3 separate regions of the Sus scrofa genome follow, and regions 1 and 3 are each linked to region 2. Evidence: chromatin contacts called from public Hi-C and promoter capture Hi-C data. All regions are on one chromosome and are shown on one strand. The core of a region is the stretch at or near the end of the contact, and the rest is flanking DNA. Distances in the headings are between cores, read along the strand shown.

What was found. Promoter capture Hi-C pulls out the DNA fragments that hold promoters and counts their contacts. A called contact is a pair of places that touch in the nucleus more often than the background predicts.
Region 1: a Hi-C map of liver shows a contact between it and region 2, with 6 times the contacts expected there. The contact joins the promoter of MCM9 here to the promoter of CEP85L in region 2. A contact is called at or near these places in 3 of 47 Hi-C or Micro-C datasets (heart right ventricle, liver and skeletal muscle) and 1 of 2 datasets of contacts at active chromatin or transcription factors (alveolar macrophages).
Region 3: a promoter capture Hi-C map of fetal liver shows a contact between it and region 2, with 3 times the contacts expected there. The contact joins the promoter of ASF1A here to the promoter of CEP85L in region 2. A contact is called at or near these places in 2 of 5 promoter capture datasets (fetal liver and liver), 4 of 47 Hi-C or Micro-C datasets (embryonic fibroblasts, heart right ventricle, liver and 1 more) and 1 of 2 datasets of contacts at active chromatin or transcription factors (alveolar macrophages).

The regions. Positions count from the first base shown.
Region 1 is chr1:43,169,507-43,173,873 of Sscrofa11.1, forward strand. MCM9 (DNA helicase MCM9) reads left to right here and starts at 2,400. Exons shown (of 16, transcript XM_003353232.4): 1 at 2,400-2,708.
Region 2 is chr1:43,390,515-43,394,934 of Sscrofa11.1, forward strand. It overlaps CEP85L (centrosomal protein of 85 kDa-like), which reads left to right and starts at 2,116. Exons shown (of 15, transcript XM_003121248.5): 1 at 2,116-2,533. The coding sequence starts at 2,461. LOC110260246 (a long non-coding RNA gene) reads left to right here. Exons shown (of 2, transcript XR_002343179.1): 2 at 1-1,012.
Region 3 is chr1:43,212,615-43,216,983 of Sscrofa11.1, forward strand. ASF1A (histone chaperone ASF1A) reads right to left here and starts at 2,405. Exons shown (of 4, transcript XM_003121238.4): 1 at 1,848-2,405. The coding sequence starts at 1,956. All of the region lies in intron 7 of MCM9 (DNA helicase MCM9), which reads left to right.

The DNA of each region.
Region 1 (4,367 bases), core at 1,150-3,649, 220 kb before region 2:
CTAAAGACAATATTCTTTTATAAAAGGTGCAGAGCCCACATGACTAAAAATGGAAAACACAGTGCAAAGCCTAGAACTAAAGGAATAGATTCAATGGAGTCAGGTTTTTCTCTTCTCTCTTACAGCACTGAAAAAAATGGACATCCACATGTGTTTGCACATACACAAGTGTAGACACATGTTTTACAAACCTCACAAAAATTAACTCAAGGTGGATAATTGACCTAAATAATGTAAATCACAGAACTATAAAAGTCCTTGAATATAGGAGAAAATCTAGATGCCCTGAGGTGATGACTTTTGAAATACAACACCGAAAGCACAATTCATGAGAAAAACAATTGATAAGCTAGACCTAGTTAAAATTAAAAATCTGCTCTGTAAAAGAAAAATGTCAAGAGAATGAGAAGACAAGTCACATTTGAGGGAGGAAATATTTGTAAATATTTGTAAGACACATCTGATAAACTTAAAACTCAACATTAAGAAACAATAACAAGGACTATGATTAAAAAATGGGCAAAAGACCTGAATAGACACTTCACAGAAGAAGATATACAGATAAAAGTTAAGCACATGAAAAGATAGTCAACATCATATTCATCAGAGAAATGCAAATCGAAACAACAATGAGATACTACACACCTTTTTGAATGGTTAAAATTCAAAATAACACCAAATGCTGGAAGGGATGCGGAGCAACAGGAACTCTCATTCGTGGCTGGTTAGAATGTAAAATGGTACACCTACTTTGAAAGACATTTTAGTAATTTCTTACAAAACTGAACATACCACACCAGATGATCCAACTATCATGCTCCTTGGTATTTACCCAAAGGAGCTGAAAACTTAGGTCCACACAAAAATCTGCATGCAGGTATATATAGCAGCTTTATCTACAACTGGCAAAACCTGGAAGCAACCAGAATGTCCTTCCATAGGTAAGTGGATAAATAAAATGTGGTACATCCAGACAATGGAATATCATTCAGTGCCAAGAACAAATGAGATGCCAATCGTAGAAAGGTATAAGGAATTTTTTTAAAGAAAAAACATAATTTAAGAATATATGTTACTAAGTGAAAAAGCCAATCTGAAGAGGCAACATACTATACGATTTCGATTTCGATTTTGACAATATGATATCCTGGAGAACTATGGAAACAGTAAAAAAAAGATCAGTTGTTGCTAGGGCTTAGGTGGGTGGGAGGGATGAATAACCAGAACACAGATTTTTAGGGCCTTGAAACTATTCTGCATGACACTACAGTGCTGGATACATTTTATATGTCTGTCAAAACTGACAATGTGTAACACCTAGAACAAACCCTACTATAAACCATGGACTTTGAGTGATGAGGTGTTAATCCAGGTTCATTAGTTCTAACAAATGCACCACTCTGGTAAAGGGATATTGATAGTGAGGGAGACTGTATATGTGTGTGGGGGGGGGGCAAGGATTATGTGGTAAATCTTTGTACTTCCTGCTCAATTTTGCTAGGAAAAATAAATTTTATTATTAAAAATTTAATAAAATTTTAAAAATCAATTGTATTTCTACATGCTAGAAAAGAACCACCAGAAATTGAAAATATCATATTCGTAGCATCAAAAGTATGTTTCCTCTTTCCTCATGATTTTTGGGATAAATTTGAGAGATAAAAGATCACACATTGTTGAAATTATATAACACCAAAATAAATGATCAAGTAAATTCTTCCCATATTGACCTAGAGATTCTATGTAACCCCAACAAAAATCCCAGGTTTTCAACAGAAAATGACATGCTGGGTTTACAATTCATATGTGAACAGAAGAGCCCAAACAACTTTGAAAGAGAGCAAAATTGGAAGCCAAATACTATCTGATTTCAAGACTCATTACAGTTAGAGTAATTAAGACAACGTCGTGTTTTCATAAACGAGAGAACCTGGGAACAGAATTTAAGTCTTAGACCAACATACATAAGGACAACTGATTTTTGAACAGGTGCAAAGGCTATGCAGTGGAAAAAGTTCTCTCCATAAATGGTTCACATGCCAAAAAGTTACCCAAGATCCGTACTTTGCATCATATCTCAAAATTACCTCTAAATGGATCATAGACCTACACATAAAAATTTCATTTTGAAATTTCTTGTAAGAAAACATGGGCGAAAATCTTTGTGGGCTTAAGTCTGGCAGATATCTTAGCTCAAACCGCACAACCTCTCAAGAACAGCGCACAGCCCGGCCCCTCCCCGGCGCCCGCTCCGCCGGCCCGCCCGGGGTGGGGGGGGTGGATTTCCTCCCGGCCAGGCCCGCCCCGCCTTGCCCCGCCCGGGACCCTCCCAGCCAGTCCCGCCCCGCCCCGCCCCGCCTCTCTCCTCCCACGGCGCCTGGCGGGGCGCGCGCCCGCCCGTTTCTTCACCGGAAGAGCCACCAGAGCCGCCAAGTTGAGGCGGTGCGCGGCCCGGCGTCCGTCGGGAGCGCGGGCCCGACCGAGCCGCCCGCGTGGCTTCTGTCTCACCCGGGCGCGAGGCGGGCCCGCCGGAGCCTGCGCGCCCCCGCGGCCGACTGCGCCTGGAGCGGCCCTGCCCCGCCCCCATCTGGGGCCTCCTCCCGCCTCTCCAGCCCCGGCGCGACTCCACCACTCGGCCTGAGTTCTGTTCGCCCCTCGGCCTTGGGAGCAGCGTTCTCCCGGGGACTTCTGACTCCGCGTATCCGCCAGTAAGTGAGACCGCTGCCTCGTTTTACCATTATTTATTTCTCCTGCAGGGCATCCCAGGTTTCACCCACACCTGGTTAGTTCCAAAACTAATGAACTCCAGGACCAGGCCGGCGACAGAACGGCCCGTAGCCGAGCCTGGGAAGTGTCCGAGACCTGATAAGTTGTTGTAGGGTACCGCCTGCGACCAGAGACGGAAGTGTGGAACGTGGTTCTCTCGGCACAACTCTACTCCACATTTGCTGAGCGCCCGCGGGGAGCCGGCGGCGAAGAAGCTGGCGGGCGGGGAAGGGGCGGTGCTACTTGGGCGGGGCTTAGGGCTCGAGGGGCGTGGCTCCCTCCCGAGGGCGGTACGGCGGGTGGGCAGGCTGCGATTCCCTGTGATCTAGCTAGAGGTTGGCTCGTCTGAGTACTCCCAGGTTTTTTTTTCGTTGGCGCGTTACTTTACTTAGAGGATACAGTAGCAAAACTTGGCCTTATTTATTTTATCTTCAAATAGTCAAAAGGAAAAGGAACTTGAAAGTTGCAAAACACTGCCACCAGTCTAAATCTGGGTGAGCATGTTTCTAGGGTTAGCAAACTGCTTGGAACAGTTGTGCCCAGATGTTGAAAGTGAATGCTAGTTTTTTAGTGATGTTATTTCGAAAAGACTAAGCCAAATCTTAATATGAACCATGAATTCGGCTGCTGCCCTCTTCCTGCCGTATGTGAGGCTTCCTTTAAAATTGCTAAATTTGTGGCTCCAGATTTAATATGCATTTATAGAACTTTAGAGATTGTCTTATAGCCACTCTTGGGATTCCAGATATTTTCTTTTAAGCAAAGGCCACATCATGAGAATACTGTATGATTAGGTGAATGATTAGATGGTTACTGTTTGATTAGTTGGAATGATTAATATGATTGCTATATGATTGGTTGTTCCTTCCCAAATGCTTTTTCTACTTTAGACTTAGCTGATTTTTATTTTATTTTTTTGGCTGCACTCCTGGAATGGGGAAATTCCAAGGTGAAGTATCAAACCCTTGCCACGTAGCGGCAACACCAGATCCTTAACTCACTGAGCCACCAGGGAACTTTTTGCTTAGCTGAGTTTATATTTCCTAACCTAAACAAAATACTTAAATCAACAGTGACCATTATTTACTTTCACAAGTTGTCTTGCCTATACCATGCTCATCTCTTGATCTCATACTGGCATGGCATAAGTGTCAGATTTTTAACCTAACTATGGTATACCCCCTTTACTCCTTCCACACTTCCTAGGAGGTTCCCAGAGAAGGCAAAATATTGCTAATAGCGTGTAACATGTATTTAGGATGCTAAACTGTGAATGTCATAAGTCTTCTTTTATCTTTCTATTTCTAGAGCCTAGTACAGTAAATGGTAGTTGAATGAAATAAGTCAAAGGACATTTGTCCTCCAGCAGTCTGTTTACAAACCAAATAAGAACTTAGATGATCCACTTGGACAGTTTATTTGTAACCGTCCTTTGCCATGTCTGGATTATCACCCCATTTAAATTTAACCCTTTTCTCATTTGCGCTCCTATTTGTATACCATTTTTGCCACTGTTAGAGCACTGTTTCGTTTGATCTGTTCCTTGGTTCTCTGAGGGCATAGAGGACCTTTTATTGTGCTTTTTCATTTCCCAGAATAGT
Region 2 (4,420 bases), core at 866-3,365:
CCAGATCCTTAACCCACTGAGTTAAGCCAGGGATCAAACCCACATCCTCATGGATACTAATCAGGTTCATTACCACTGAGCCACAACAGCAACTCCAATAGGGGTGACTTTAAGTTATACTTGGATACTCCTACTGTGCAGATAACATGCCCTCTAACCCCTGCATTGTTCAAGGATCAACTGTATATTCAGAATTGGTATGATTTAAAAAAGTGGTTGGTTACAGTTTACTTCATATACATAATATTCTTAGTATTTTGATTATTTTAATTGCATTAGATCTTTATCCTCCCAATTTTAATTAGTAGGAACACAAACATTTTTATTTTTGGTGCCAAATGCCAAAATAGCAACATGTTTTGCTTTTACTGTGTAATAGATATTGAAATATCTCACATAGCTTCAGCTTCACATGTACTTTCTTTGGTGTTTGTAGTGGCATGCCCCTTAATTTGATAAAAAGATGTAGAAAACCTGAGTAAATGGTTTTCTTTAAACACTGCTTAAAATTGAGTGGAAGTTGGCAGCGTTTTGGAATAAAAATAAATATATATTAAATTCGCAAAGGACTGATATATATCTGTAATAGTTCATACACTTTTTAGAACTGTATTAAAAAGGTATGGTATTTAATAAGTGCTATACTTATTATGAGAGGATGGTAACTATAAATCATGAAAAAAGGATATTTTTATATAGTTCTATAGCTTCTGACAATTTGCGTTGTAATTTACTTTTCTAGGTTTCCTTTTGACCTATAGTATTCAAGTGTAAGGTAATGCACATTTAAATCACAAAAAGGAACCAATTACATTATTTTTTCATGTTTCTGTCATTTTCTATCCTTTGAAACAGTTGACCCTTGGCCAACTGCTCATGATTTGGAGAAATAGTGGAACTCTATGGGAGGAGGAGTAAATGTAAAATTTATCTGCAATCAGATAAATTACAAGACAGATGTGAGGAAAAAAGGAAAAAAAAAAAAAAGAAAAGAAAAGCAACCCCCCCAAAACAAGACAGAGATGTAATTTAATCTCTAAAAGTTTTAAGCAGTATTTCCCAATTACAGGATGCTTAAATACAAACATAAGGCCTCCCTTAGCAAAACAGAAAAAAGTCAATGGACTCCAAGCCTGCTGATGGTTAAGAATTTGCCTGACTCATTAAGGTTTACCTGATTCATTGGCCCAGTGCAGAGCCTGCCTCCTGCAGTGTTCGACCAATATTTATTAAAGGAACTATTTTGTATCTAAATATTGGAAAGATTATATTGTCAATAAAAGTAAGATTTAAAAAGACGATGCTGCACCCTTTTGTCCTTCCTCAGGATATCTGCCCCTGCACTCTGGGTTCAGGTAAAAAGTGGCAACTGACCAGGTGGAAGGAGGAACTTGGAGTATAGGAGTAAGGAAGTCGCTCTGGTGCCATTTTGACTCCTTTCTGATGATCATCTGGAACACTGGGCTACCAGATTAAAAATTTCGGGCCCCTCTCTGAACCCTCTGGTACTAATTACCCTCGGGTCTTTTTTTCTGCCTGTTGTGTGTGTGTGTGTGCATAAGTCTCTAGGTGATAGATATTTTGTACCCGTCTCTGTCTGCACCCTCCCGCCCCCCATTTAATTTGCTAGTTGAGAAAACGACCTCTTTCGCTACCCCCAATAGTGATCCCCCACAAACGATGTTTGTGGAATTCATGGTTGACGACTTTAATCCCAAATGAGGCTGAGAGTCTCCCTCAACCCCTCCTGTGTAAAACTCTTCCATCTCAAGAAACCTCGAGGGGAGAGGCAGGTCATCCACGTCTTTCTCAGGTGCCCCTGAGGGACTACCCAAGGGACTGGGGCGATGGGTGGTGGCGAAAACCTAAAGATTAGACCCAGTACCAAGTTACCGCCCTCTTCGTAACCGATAATGGCTCCGGGCTGAGAAACCAGGGACGCAGTTGGTAGGTCGGAAGAGCATTCGCCGCTGGCAATGCACAGCTGCGTAAAGGAACCCACCGGGACCTGCCCACAGTCTCCGCCCCGCGCCGCGCACGCCTTATATAAGCGCCCGAGGCCCCGCCCCCTACAAGCCCCGCCCCCGCTTAGATCGGCCTCCGGCTCCTCAGGCGGAGGGGGCGGAGAGAAGCCGCAGCTGCAACTTCGCTGGAGCCTCTGAACCTGGGCTCAGCCGGAGACCAAGCCGCCGACGCCGCAGGGCCTCCGCTTCCCTGGCTCGGGCCTCAACCCAGGCGGCTCGACCATGGCAGCCGCCGCCGCTGTAGCGAATCTGGCTCCTGCGGTCCCCGCCCGTCGCTGAGCAGCCGTTAACCAGCCCGCCCGCTCGCCCCCCGCCGGTGCCGCCTCGGCCCAGGCTCCGCACAAGTTTCCGCCGCCGAAGAGGCAGGAGGCGAAGGCAGCGGAGGACGGACGTGGGGAGTCGGGCGCCCCCGGCCCACTCGGCACTCCGGCCCGCAATGTGGGGACGCTTCCTGACTGCGGATGCCGGCGGCAGGGACAGCCCAGGCGGAACCCGCAGCTTCCCCGCGGGTAAGTAACGGGACAGGCCCCTGGCTGCGGTGGGGGTCGCGGCCGACTGCGGTGCCTCGGGACTCAGCCGCCGCTCCCCTCCTTCCTCAGGCCTGGCTTCCCCCTGGCCGCCCGCCCCCGACGCCGCGCGCCTGCCAGCCAGCCCAGCTTCCTCCAGGCTGCCGACACCCGGCTCCGCGGGCTGACATCTGGCGGCCCGCGTCCCCGGCCCTGTCCGCCCCGCATCTCGGCGCACCGGCCCCGCGCGGCTCGGTGTCCCGGCCGCTCCTCCGGCCGCAGCCCCGGCGCCCCAACTTACAGCTCGCCTAGGCCTCCTCGGGTTGGGCTTTGTTGTGCGACCTTCTCCTTTTTCCTCCTGGGGTGTGCGGCCGACGTGGATAACGGGGCTCACGGAGACCCAGACGGGAAGGTCGCTGCGACCGTGCTGCAGCCGCGGCGGCGCGGGGCGCGTCTCGGAGGGCGGGGGGCTGCTGCATCTGCGCCTGCAGCCGCTGCTTTAGGGCGCGTTTGGGGGCGGAAGGAGGCTGCGGCTGATGCCTTGGCTGCAACCCCCCCCAGGGGTCCAGCCCCTCCCTGAAACCTGGTTACCGCCCAGCAGTCCTTTCTGGAGGACATGTCCTGCCAGAGCCCATCGATTTTTGAGCAACCGGAATGTTAATCTATTTGCCTCTCCTTGGCCCTTTCAAGGAAAATTTGGGGTTTGCTGCGTTGGGTGTGCGAAGGGACCTGTTTGTAATGCACAGCCATTTAATGCCTGCGTCGCTTAAAAGTTGTGTAGGAGCCACCAAATTAGGATAAATCTTCCCCTAATCAGGATATTAAAAAAAAAAAAAAAAGGCTTGGGTTACCTGTGACAAGTTATTTGACTGACGTTAATGGTTCTTTCAGGCACTTTAATCTTAATTGGATTTTGAACCCTCCCTTGAGTAGCTGCAAGTTGTATGGACCACTTATCCAGAAAAAAACCGCCATATGTACATACACAATTTTTTTCCTACAATTTTAGGAGCTTCCAGGACTTCTGTTAAGTAGCCTTCTTACACAAAATGTTTGAGCTCGATTCGTGTAACTGACATTTTTGTAGACACTTTAAAAGTTATTTGCAAAACAAAAAAGCAGAAGCAGCATTTGGTTTTTTGTTGGTAGTGTTTTTGCAATTTAAAAAATATCAGGCATAAACTCAGATTTGTATTAAATTTCAAATAATGCAATTCTGCGATGTTAGAAACTTGTGACGTGAATATTTTTTAGACCTATATAAATTTCTCTGCCTAATTGAGGGTGTAATTGACAAATAGAAATTGTACATATATTTGCTATGTGCAACTTGGTTTTGATAGACGTATGCATTGTGAAATGATCTCCACAATCAAACTAGTTGACATATGCATCATCTCACATAGTTACCATGCTTTGTGTGTGTGTGTGGTGAGAAAAGTTTAAGATCTATCCTCTTAAACTTCAAGCATACAATACAGTATTGTTAACTGAAGTAGCATACTCTACATTAGATCTAGATATATGTAAGTTTTAAAATCCAGAGTTAGATTTGAAATAATTCTCTTAAATTTGGTCCTGCAACACTTTTAGAAATAATAGAATAGGCACAAGTTTAGTTAAAAAATATATGTAAGTAGGAAATTATTTTCTCTAAAATGTATGCTATTTGTCCTAAGAGGAGACAGCAGTTGAGAGGTTTCTGATGCTTAGTGAGCATTTAAAAATCTTCAATCAAAGTAACTTCAGTGAGTGAGAAGACACTTTATTATCCCTAGGGGCTGGAGGGAGTGGTTTCAATTTATCTGTACATGTCAAAAGCCATCTGTAATGTCTTGGTAACCTAACCTTTTAAAATTTATTTGTAATAATAACATGTTTGAAGGCATA
Region 3 (4,369 bases), core at 1,155-3,654, 180 kb before region 2:
CCCTCTTGCATTTGCCCACTTTTATATGCAACTGAAAATAAAAAGGAAAAATCAGACTAATGGGCATGAAAATGGGCCTAGTGGTTGAAATGCCTATGAATGTAGGCCTGTATACTATGGGAAAGTAACCAAGTAGCTTCAGAGTACCCTATTAATCTGTTTTAATTTTATTATCAATGGCCTATTTAGGAATTAGTTCAACAAATGAATCGTCTTTCAAAACGTGCCCTACTTATATATGTGCACATAGGCTTTATGTATGTAGTAAAACTACATGGAAAAGCACAGACTAAAGTATTATAATTACTTATAGATGAGTGAAATGGGGGAGGCACTGAGTATAGAGAATGGTTACGTTATTATGTCTGCACAACTTTTAAAAAGTTTATTACAGTAAGCATGTTGTTTCTGTAATTTAAAACGTTAACACCCTACATAAAATACATGATATAGAGATTAAAAACCAATTTTTAAAGTGAAAGTGCTTTACATGCCATGGTTAGCATATTTTTAAAAATGCACTTTGTTAAACACACCTGTAAGTTAAAAGTACGTCTATTTAATTTTAAAATTACCGTTGGTGAAGTTAAAACTTTTTCCTCCTCAAATTTTCAAAATGAAGCACTGGACAATTTTAGTAAAATCGCGAGAGTAAGACCTTAGCAAACTTTAGCTTTCTAAATATTACTGCACATACTAAAAATATTTATCTTTTTTAAGACCTTAAAAATGGACTTAGAAAAAATGGCACAAATTTCTGCATTACCATCAGGACTTAACCTTTTATTTCCTAGCCCACTTTTTTGTGTTTTATGTTCAGGTTATTTGGATGTGGAGTTATTTTAATTAGAGTTCAACACGTTCTTGAAGAAAGTCTTCTTTCAGACTACTTAGAAACCAGTGATAAGGTCCTGGAAACTATTTAAATATTTTACTTATTTCTGCATTTGGGTTAAATGTAACCACCTAGCTAGCAATATTTTCTTCCTGAGAGAAGATTTCGGTCCTTAAGGATGAGGAGTCCACGCCGGTCGGGGCGAGCCTGCGCGCCAGCATCCCCCAGGCGCCTCGAGCATCCCCGGCGCCGGCCCTGGAGCGCCGGCCCGGGAGCACCCGCGGCCCCCGGGGAGCGCCGTCGCCGGCCCGCGGCGCCGAGGGGCCGAGCCTGCGCCCGCCTCCCCCGCTGGTTGGTCGAGGGAGCCAGAAATCAGCGCGAGGACAGCCTCGCTCTCCTCCCCGAAGCGGCCGGGCATGGCCACCCAGGAGTGTACGGTAACTCCGGCATTAGCTCTAAAAATGGATCTGCCTCTCGCTCCGGGGCAGGAAGGTGGGCAGGCGGGGCGCCGTGTTCGTCACCCGCGGAGAGGAGGCGTCGTGACGCCGGGGTCGGTGGCCCAATTCTCTACTCTTGGTAAGATGGCTCCGCTGCTAACTCGCCGGCGCGACCACACACATGCCTCTCCCTTTCCACCTCGTCGCCGGGACCGCGGGGGCCGTGGAAGCCATTCGCGGCTCGGGGCCAGCCCGGCGCGACCCCTGGCCGGTGCCGCGGGAGAGAGTGCGGGTCTCGTGAACCGCCCGCCCGCCAGACAAAGCTGACAACATGGCTACCTCCGCTCGAACAAGTTCCTCGCAAGTTGAGCCGCAGCAGGCGCCCCGGCTGCGGCCGAACGCCGCGCACGCCTCGGCGGCCGTCGTCCATCAACTTCAAGTTTCCCTCCGCAGAGCCGAGACCGCAGCTCGCCCGGCGCCGAGCACCGACTGCCCGCGCGAGGCCGGGCCCGGGAAACTTTCAACGTCTGCAGCCCGCAACTGACAGCCCGGCGGCTGGCGGGCGCCCGACTCACCTTCAGACAGGTCCTCGATGCACTCGAAGGTGATCTCGAACTGGAATGGGTTGTAGAAAGGAGAAGGGTTATCCAGCACCACTACATTGTTCACCTGAACCTTTGCCATATTTTGAAAAAAACACAAACAATGGGAACGGGGGCTTGTTGCGGCACAATAAAGTCCAGCGCGCGGCCGCTCGGGAGAGCGCAGACCCCCGCCCCGGCGCCGGCCCGACGTCGTGCAGCGGCGACTTGAGAAACTTTTTTTTCCTCTTTTTATTTACACGGGAACACTCCACTGTGTTTTGCAGCTTTCCTATTTCACTAAACTACAGCCCATTCTGCTCTGATAACTAGCAGCGTTGCCCGCGATTGGCTGCACCCGAGCTCTGACCCTCCTCCTCCAGCGAGGGCCTCTGCGGCGAGCAAGATGGGCTCCCGCTCCCGGAATGGACTCGGAAACTTTAACTGCGGCTCCACCTGCTGGTGTGGATTAGGACAAAGGCGGAGAACAAAGTGAGTGGAATACGGGCTGGGAGGCCCGCGCGGAGGCCGCCGGCGGCGGCGGCGGGGGGAGGGGCGGAACAGGCCCCGCCCCCCGGCCCGGCGGCTCCCGCGCCGCACGTCGGGCGTGGCCGCGGCGGGGCGGGGTCGAAGGAGGCGTGGTCACGGGCGAGGCGGCGGGGGCGTGGCCACGGCGAGGAGGCGTGCTCGCCGTGGGCCTGGCGGCGGGAGGGTGTGATCTCAGGCAACGCCCGCCTCTTGGGATTGCTTGCTGTGGGTTTTTTTCTTTTAACGCTTTTTTTTAAACATCAGTCCAACGGCTTTTCCGGCTCTCTACTGAATTAAGCACATGTGAATCTGTTGTCCACAGTAGCTTAGGTTCAGCCTCTGTATGTTGGGTAATATTGGGTGTAGAAAAAGGGTTGGTTGCAGTGGAAGTATATTGTATTTTATAGACTGATGCCAACTCAAAAGGAATAAAGCCATTTTGGAAATGTAGTTCTTGGCCAATACCTGCGTTTGGGCACAATAGCGCCGTTAGTTAAGTAGATACAAAATGAAGGGCGAGAAGACGCTCTTCCGCACACACTTTGTGCAATAGGTAATACTTGGGTGGCACCTCGGTCTTCTTTCTCCCATTCCAATCTGGAAACTCTAGAATAAGAAAAAGATTACTGGAGGTGGGATCAGTTACACTCCAGGTTTCTACTGTGTGGTGGGCATAACAGGAAAATAAAAGGAGAAAATTGCAGTGTGAGGAGACCAAAAGGTAACAGATATCAATAGAGAAGGGAAAAGGAGAGTAGGAATCACAAAGGAATACTGACATGCAATTTTCAAAAAATCCATGACCTAAAAGGTTAGTAAATACAAATTATGGCACCACAAACAAGGGAAACTGTTGCTTGATTATTCCACATTCAGTGTCTATTTGCTGTTTGACTATCTTTGTAGGGAAAAGATAAGCTCGTAACACATTTATAAGATTGTTGAACTGTTTCTATTTGCCAAGTAAGAGTGGTATAAAGGTTTTCTTTTTTCTTTTTCTGCTCTAATAGAACCGATATTTATAAGCCACTTTTTTTTCTTAAGAATTTTGAATGAAGTCTCTAGACTTGGCTAATTAAATCTAGAGGAAAGAAAATATTCCTTAAGTATCATCTATGCTGAAAGTTTCAGTATAATGCCCAGAATTTTAAGTTTTGTTCATACTTGAGTAGGTTGCTTTTTTTTTTTGTCTTTTTACCTTTTCTAGGGCCGCTCCTGTGGCATATGGAGGTTCCCGGGCTAGGGGTCGAATCAGAGCTGTAGCCACCCGCCTATGCCAAAGCCACAGCAACGCAGAATCCGAGCCATGTCTGCGACCCACTCCACAGCTCATGGCAATGCTGGATTCTTAACCCACTGAGCAAGGCCAGGGATCGAACCCACAACCTCATGATTCCTTGTCGGATTCGTTTACCACTGAGCCACAACAGGAACTCCATAGGTTGCTTTTAATGAGACTTCTTCATCTGATGCTCTTTTGAAAGTAATAATGAACAGAAAATACCAGTCCTCCCACATTTACTACTTACACACACATTTACTATTTACTATTTAAATACTTAAGAGCAAGGGTCCCATTTTTATTGTCAGTGCATTAGCAGTCAAATAGGACCTACAAGCAAAATTTTCCTCAAGCCTAGTTGTTTGTGTGCATTAGAGTATAAGGGTCATACTGTGGTGACAGATGCATATTATGCTGACTGATAAATTAATAAACTATATTCTCTGCTCAGTGTTATTAGTGCTGGTCTTAATACTACCTCAAATAAAGTGTAAATTGCTGTATGCTGTAAGACTCACTGGATATATAAGATAAATAACCATTTGAAGTATAAAACGTGATTCTCTTGAGAATAGTATATGCAGTTTCCTGAATGTTGCAGGCACATTTAGGAGGTTCTAATCCACTTACTCAACACAAATGGCGTTATAAGCTTGGTAAAATCAAGTGCATTTTGCAGTCTGACCATAGGTGTGTCGTAATAAGT